Regions from separate parts of the Pan troglodytes genome. Here region 1 is linked to region 2. A link is a contact called in public Hi-C data. All regions are on one chromosome and are shown on one strand. The core of a region is the stretch at or near the end of the contact, and the rest is flanking DNA. Distances in the headings are between cores, read along the strand shown.

Region 1 (3,234 bases), core at 56-2,555, 90 kb after region 2:
CCTCCTCTCCCTAGTAGGGAGTGGAGGGTTGGATGGAGGCGGCCAGAGAAGAGGGAAGTTGGGTGCTGGGGAGAGAGTTAACATCCACGTTGGTGGGCGCACTGCTTGGGGTGTTACCAGCGAAGACTACGAAGACCCCAAGCTCGAATCAGAAGGGCCTCTGGATGTGCTAGGGGAGATGCTTGGGTGTGGCTGTAAGAGATGGGACAGAGAGTAAGCAGCAAGGTCAAGAGGGACCGGGGGGCTCACGGGAGGGTTGAAGGGTCCAGGCTCAGGGTAGAACTGGTAAATCCAGACAAGGAGCCCATGGAGAAGGGGAGGGGAGACTGGAAACCATGAAAGATCCCCCACCGCAGCCTCAGAAAGGAGAGACTGAGAAATAAGTTCTCGGTCTCCAGGTCGGTTGGAGTCGTGTCGGAGTGCCAGACCATCCCCCAAAAGACCCTCTTTGGAATGAGCCTCAGCAAAGGCAAGCTAGGAGGTCGAAGGACTTCCCCAGGTGACTCGGTCTAGTCTAGAGTTCGCAAAGCCTATCCTCCCTGTAGCCGGGTGCCAAGCAGCCTCGACCCTGCTCCCCAGCCCACCTGCCAACAAAAGGCGCCCTCCGACTGCAACCCAGCCCTCCACAGACAGGACCCCCCCTTTCCCGAAGTCATAAGACAAAGAGAGTGCATCACTGCTGAAACAGTGGGCGCACACGAGCCCCAAAGCTAGAGAAAAGCGGGACGGGGCTGGGGGCGGGGTGCAGGGGTGGAGGGGCAGGGAGGCGGGCTCCGGCTGCGCCACGCTGTCGAGTCTTCCCTCCCTCCTTCTCTGCCCCCTCCGCTCCCGCTGGAGCCCTCCACCCTACAAGTGGCCTACAGGGCACAGGTGAGGCGGGACTGGACAGCTCCTGCTTTGATCGCCGGAGATCTGCAAATTCTGCCCATGTCGGGGCTGCAGAGCACTCCGACGTGTCCCATAGTGTTTCCACACTTGGAAAGGGCGGGGGAGAGCGGGAGGATGCGGAGGGCGGAGGTATGCAGACAACGAGTCAGAGTTTCCCCTTGAAAGCCTCAAAAGTGTCCACGTCCTCAAAAAGAATGGAACCAATTTAAGAAGCCAGCCCCGTGGCCACGTCCCTTCCCCCATTCGCTCCCTCCTCTGCGCCCCCGCAGGCTCCTCCCAGCTGTGGCTGCCCGGGCCCCCAGCCCCAGCCCTCCCATTGGTGGAGGCCCTTTTGGAGGCACCCTAGGGCCAGGGAAACTTTTGCCGTATAAATAGGGCAGATTCGGGCTTTATTATTTTAGCACCACGGCAGCAGGAGGTTTCGGCTAAGTTGGAGGTACTGGCCACGACTGCATGCCCGCGCCCGCCAGGTGATACCTCCGCCGGTGACCCAGGGGCTCTGCGACACAAGGAGTCTGCATGTCTAAGTGCTAGACATGCTCAGCTTTGTGGATACGCGGACTTTGTTGCTGCTTGCAGTAACCTTATGCCTAGCAACATGCCAATGTAAGTGCCTTCAGCTTGTTTGGGGGAGACTGGGTAGAGAGGTTAGATGGGAGGGCACCCTGCCCTGAAAAGGAAAACCCGTAACCTGAATTCCAGGTACACTTGGAGGGCAGACTCTCAGGCATGTGGGAAAACGCCGGAATTGATAAGAAACATGGAAATTACTTTAAAAAATGAAAACATAAAAGCCTTGCCAAAAGTTAGGGAACTTTTCCTCTAAGTTCAGAGTGAGACGGTTAACTCGGTCTGGCTCCTCAGCTTAGTAACCCCCAAAGGGAGCGGAAGGTCTTTTTCCCTAAGGATGAGATATTAACGACCAATGTGGTGGAGGAAGTCAAGGGCCTGCACCCCACAGGCCCCATAACCGCACTGATGTCCACCTTGTAAAACTTGAGGCCTGCGTTAGAAAACCCTTCAACTGAGTAATGTAAAACTCACCTCCTAAGAGCTTTTATCTTCTGGGCATTGTAAGGCTTGTCCGGAGGAGGAGGATGACGATGCTGATATGATGATGGTTATAAGGCGCCCTCTGGAGGAAGGAAAATGAAAGTACAGGGGACAGGGCCTTAAGCAAATGGAATCCCAATTAAAGCTTCTACGGATTTATACAGATTAATGATCAGCATTTCTGGTTGGAGCCTTTCCCAGTGGCTAGTCAGTGAACCCTGGAAAGAAGAATGGATGCTACTTGGAGTGGGTACATTCTGAAAAGTAATATAAGTGTCTCAATTCACTTTCTAGTCATGGAAATGGTAACATTTTTTAACTCAAATCTGCTCTAAATTTTGTTTGAGCCTGAGAATTACCCCTTTGACATGTTCCCAGTGATAAGCAAACATTATGAACGCAGCAAGTTGAGAAATATCAACATTGAGATGAGACTCAAGAGACCGGGGTTTTTCCCATGAGTCTGACACCAATTTGCTGCGTGACTTTGGGCAAGTCAAACGGCCTTTTCTAAAATGCGAGACAGAGATTAAAGGGACCCCAAGGCCACTTTCCAGCTCTAGGTTCCATGGCCAGACTTTCATGTCAACAGAGAATGAAGAAGATCAGTCCGTTTTCATCTTGAAAATGGCTGCCAAAGTGCTAGACAAAGATATTGACTAGATGGGGGATGGTATTGTCTGACCACACCCAGTACTCCAAAAAGTTGTTCCATCCACACAGCACGGTGTCTACCACTGCATAATTTCTAATGCATTTGTGTGTTTGTGTGTGTGTGTGTGTGTGTGTGTCTGTGTGTCTGTTCCCCCTTCATTCACTTTTAGTATACATACTGTGGATACTAAGGAGTAATTGCAGTGAACAAATTCACATTACTGAGTTCATATTTTTAATGAGATCTTGAGAGTGGGAGGAAAGAGTCGGCTCCTAGAGAATAAAATGAAGGCAGACTTAGGGAAATTTGAAGGTACAAAGGCAACTTACCTTCTGATCAACAGCCAACCACAGTCTGGAATAAATGTTATCAAACACACATTCTTCAAAATGGTCCATGTCTGAGTAATTAAAAGGCAAATTTCCAAAATCATAAGGACTTCCGTTAATCAAGTCAGGCATAATTATTCTTCCTACTGATGGACACAATGAAGTAAACATATCATTCTTGTAATTTAACAGTAATTCTTGTAAATTGCCCTTAAATGTCAGTGCTGGATGTGGTCCACCCTCCTAAATTGTGGCTGTTGCAACAGATGTTCTCACTTCAAATAACGCACTTCTTGGCCACCTAATTAA
Region 2 (3,305 bases), core at 239-2,738:
CCCTCCATGCATTTATCTTCATGATGAAGCATTTAATTTCTCCACATTTAAGATCAGTTTTATTATTTTTCTTTATTAAAGATATTAGGAATGAAGAAACATTGGCAAAATTATGTTGCTTGTTCTTAATTTTTTTACTGTTACTATTATTAATCTTGTTCCGGCCATGGTACTGGAGTACAATATTTCCTTTTGTGGAACATGGTCATTTTGCTATTCCAAACAAAGTTTGTGAAGATTGAAGTTGGAAGGGTTGTGAACTATGAATAACCCACAGAGTCCTAAACGGTTGTTACATTATTATTTTTCTCACAATTATCCTACGAACAAAACACACAGATTTATTTGGAAAGGCTCGGAACAATGAAATAAATACAGTACTGATTTCAAATGCAAATGTCACGTCATTTCTAAATGAGTCAACCTTCAAAAGACAATGAAAAATCAACCAGAAAATTTCTGCATGTCAAAGAATTTTAAAGGTGATAGCTAGTAAATTGAAGTACACATCAAAGTTTCTCCAATAAAAATGTTAAATATAAGTTACTTCTTCATACATATCTAAAACCTGTCAAGTACAGGGGAAAATAATCTGTCCCACCCCCACCCATAAACTGAACAGATCACAGAAATAACTGACATCTTTCCGCTTCCGAGGAGTGGCCACAGGTTAGTGACAGTATAATAGTTCCTGTGTGGGAGTGTCCCTGAGTTCTAGCTCCTCCAACGCGAATCATGGCAGTGGCAGTATGTCCAAATCCTGGTAGCAATGCCGAGGATGCATGCAGTCAGAATGGCAAGTGCAAAAGGCATTTCTGGGTCTGTCAAGGCCCTAGGCTGCTGGGTAACTTAGGGGTCATCTCAGCAAGAAAGGACAAGAAAGGATTTATAAGTATACGTACACACTCCCTGGAAATGCATCTAGAGTAGGATTCTCTAACACAGTGGACTTCCTGCAGCCAGGAAAGCAGAGTCTTGGACTTCAAGATGTGGGTGTTCAAGTTAATGACAACACCTGTTCTCACCAGCTGGTGAAACCCGAAGAGCCCCCCCGCCCCATCAAGGTTACAAGTGTCTTACATATTTTGAAGAGAGATTGATGCTACCTGTTGTTAATTTATGAGGTGAGTGGGTTGAAAATTAAGGAGGCGGAAAAAATTGTGACATGCAAATGATTTTCCTCCCCCTATGGATCAGAACTTTAATCACACAATAAATATTCTTGTTCTCCATGTGGATGATGCAGGTGACCTCAATTTCACAAAGGCTTGTAAAATCCAGTATGTGTTTCTCTGTTCTGTACAGGGAAATTTGAGTAAACGATTGACTTTTCACTGAAATTTAGGTTTCCTAATGACCCCCACATAAATAATGCAGCTAGAAATTACTGAGGACTAGCCCAGTCGCTTGGTGGCTAGCACTTTCCCCTCCCTTCAGCGGTATCCGTGCATTGTGCCTTTAAGGCAGCAGGGGCTCACTAGCTCCTCGGGCTGAACTCTGCCCTCCCTGGGCAGTGACTCACACTCTGCAGGCTCAGACAAATGGAATCTCCCCCTGTGAGAGCCCCGCAGCCTTCCACTGTGAAAAGTCATCAGAGTGCCTGAAGGGAATATTTCCCCCACTTCCAACCTCTAAGCTCTGAGGCCACAAGTGTTTTTCACTGAGAGGGCCAGAATGTTCTAAAAGCCTGTGGAAATTAAAAGCGTAATTCATGACACAGCAAAACTTTTTCTTCCCCCCATCATCTAAGACCACCTACGGAAAAGAGAGAAATGGGCTAATGCCAGATTGAGGCCTGGAGGAGAAGCCCCAGTCAACTCTCTTTTCAGTCCTTCCACAGCACAGACCAAACACACACACACATACACACGTGCATGCACACACATCCATACTATACATCATCGTATTGTTGTCTCAGGTTTGGGGAAAACGAAATGTTTCAAGACGGATGAGAAGGGAAATTGTGTGAGGAACTGCAGCTCTCCTCCAAAAATGTGTGTGTGTGTGTGTGTGTGTGTGTGTGTGTGTGTGTGTGTGAGAGAGAGAGAGAGAGGAGGAGGAGAAGGAGAAGGAGGAGGAGGAAGCAGAGGAAGAGAGGGAGGAATGGGGAAGAGGGACAGAGATAGGGGGCATGGAGGGAGAGCCAGACAATGAAGTAAAAGAACAATCAAAACAAAGTTCCTTCTCCCTCCCCCAGTTCCAGATTTTTGGGCAGCTTCCAAACTTGCTAACTTTCCCAAGGACAAGTTTTAAAGAAATGTTCAAAAAGCCAACAAAACGAAATGTAGATACATTTGAAACTTCTTAGATAACAGTTACAGACAGCAGTAGCAATCCAACTCTAAAACTGGGCCATTGAAAAGGAGGAGGAGGAGTCTGTGTCCCTGACTGCCACACTTGAAAAGAACTCTAGCTCTGAGGAGTTGATCCGTCTTCCCAATCCCTCATCCACCCAAGCCCAAAAACTCAGACTTTTCAATGGAATCCACCATCCTATGCTTACACTGGTGTGGGAAAACCATCACATACTTTTATTTCTAAATGTTTCTGTTCTGTTTGTTTAAATATGCATAATGTATCAGAAAGAAATGGAAAAAAAGGAGTAGCCCGTTTAAATACAAAGAAACGGTGTTAATGAAAACTAAGTGAAGCATAATCTTAATTTATACCCCAAATCTAGTATGACATGAATTGATAGATTAGTTACATAAGTAAAAAGTTTTCCTGAAAGCAGAAATTAAAGTTTAGTTGTTTTGCTTCATAACAGTTTAGTGCAATACAAACTTGTAAACTGACATTGATACTTACTTGGTTCATGTTCTGTTACCTATTTTAAGGTTGAAACACTAAGACAACAAAGATCTGCTAATAATTTATTCTTAATTAAAAGACGCAATCTAAGAAGTAACTTTTAACAACTTTCTAGTTTTTTTTTATAACAGTATAAACTTCTTCAGTTAATCTTGTGAACCTTGCAACAAATTTACCCACAGATGAAAGTATTAGATAATATGAAAAGATTCAGAAGCCATTGCAATGTACTATTGATTTCCTTTCCCTCCTGAGGATATTTCCAAGGGTTTGCTTTCTCCAACCAACTCTTTAACCTGGGAGTCAGCACTTAGTGATCTGGTTACAACCTTTCTTGTTTGTGTTTGTTTTTTTCTCATACTTAAACGTTCTTATGAACTTGGAGCCAGCTAAATCCATCTATTTACTTCCCATAACTTCTCTCATGCTATGTTCCTCTTTCTGAAATGACTCCCTACTCCCCCACCCTACTCATTCTCTAAAAGCTAGCAAAT

What was found. Hi-C and Micro-C count contacts between places; a contact is called where the count stands out from the background.
Region 1: a contact with region 2 is called in a Hi-C map of stem cell-derived neural progenitor cells, with 5 times the contacts expected there. The contact joins the promoter of COL1A2 here to the enhancer-like site in region 2. A contact is called at or near these places in 4 of 7 Hi-C or Micro-C datasets (blood, induced pluripotent stem cells and stem cell-derived neural progenitor cells), 1 of 1 datasets of contacts at active chromatin or transcription factors (stem cell-derived excitatory neurons) and 1 of 1 other capture datasets (stem cell-derived neural stem cells).

Annotation. Positions count from the first base shown.
Region 1 is chr6:103,771,049-103,774,282 of NHGRI_mPanTro3-v2.0_pri, forward strand. COL1A2 (collagen type I alpha 2 chain) reads left to right here and starts at 1,306. Exons shown (of 52, transcript XM_001168894.7): 1 at 1,306-1,494. The coding sequence starts at 1,425.
Region 2 is chr6:103,680,868-103,684,172 of NHGRI_mPanTro3-v2.0_pri, forward strand. All of the region lies in intron 2 of LOC104007326 (a long non-coding RNA gene), which reads right to left. Among named protein-coding and RNA genes, the nearest start is that of COL1A2, 90 kb to the right of the region's middle. Within about 2 kb of position 1,489, at least 8 of the 24 cell types and tissues checked have an H3K27ac peak or open chromatin away from gene starts, as enhancers often do. A contact at or near this core is called in induced pluripotent stem cells, stem cell-derived excitatory neurons, stem cell-derived neural progenitor cells and 1 more, where this site is marked.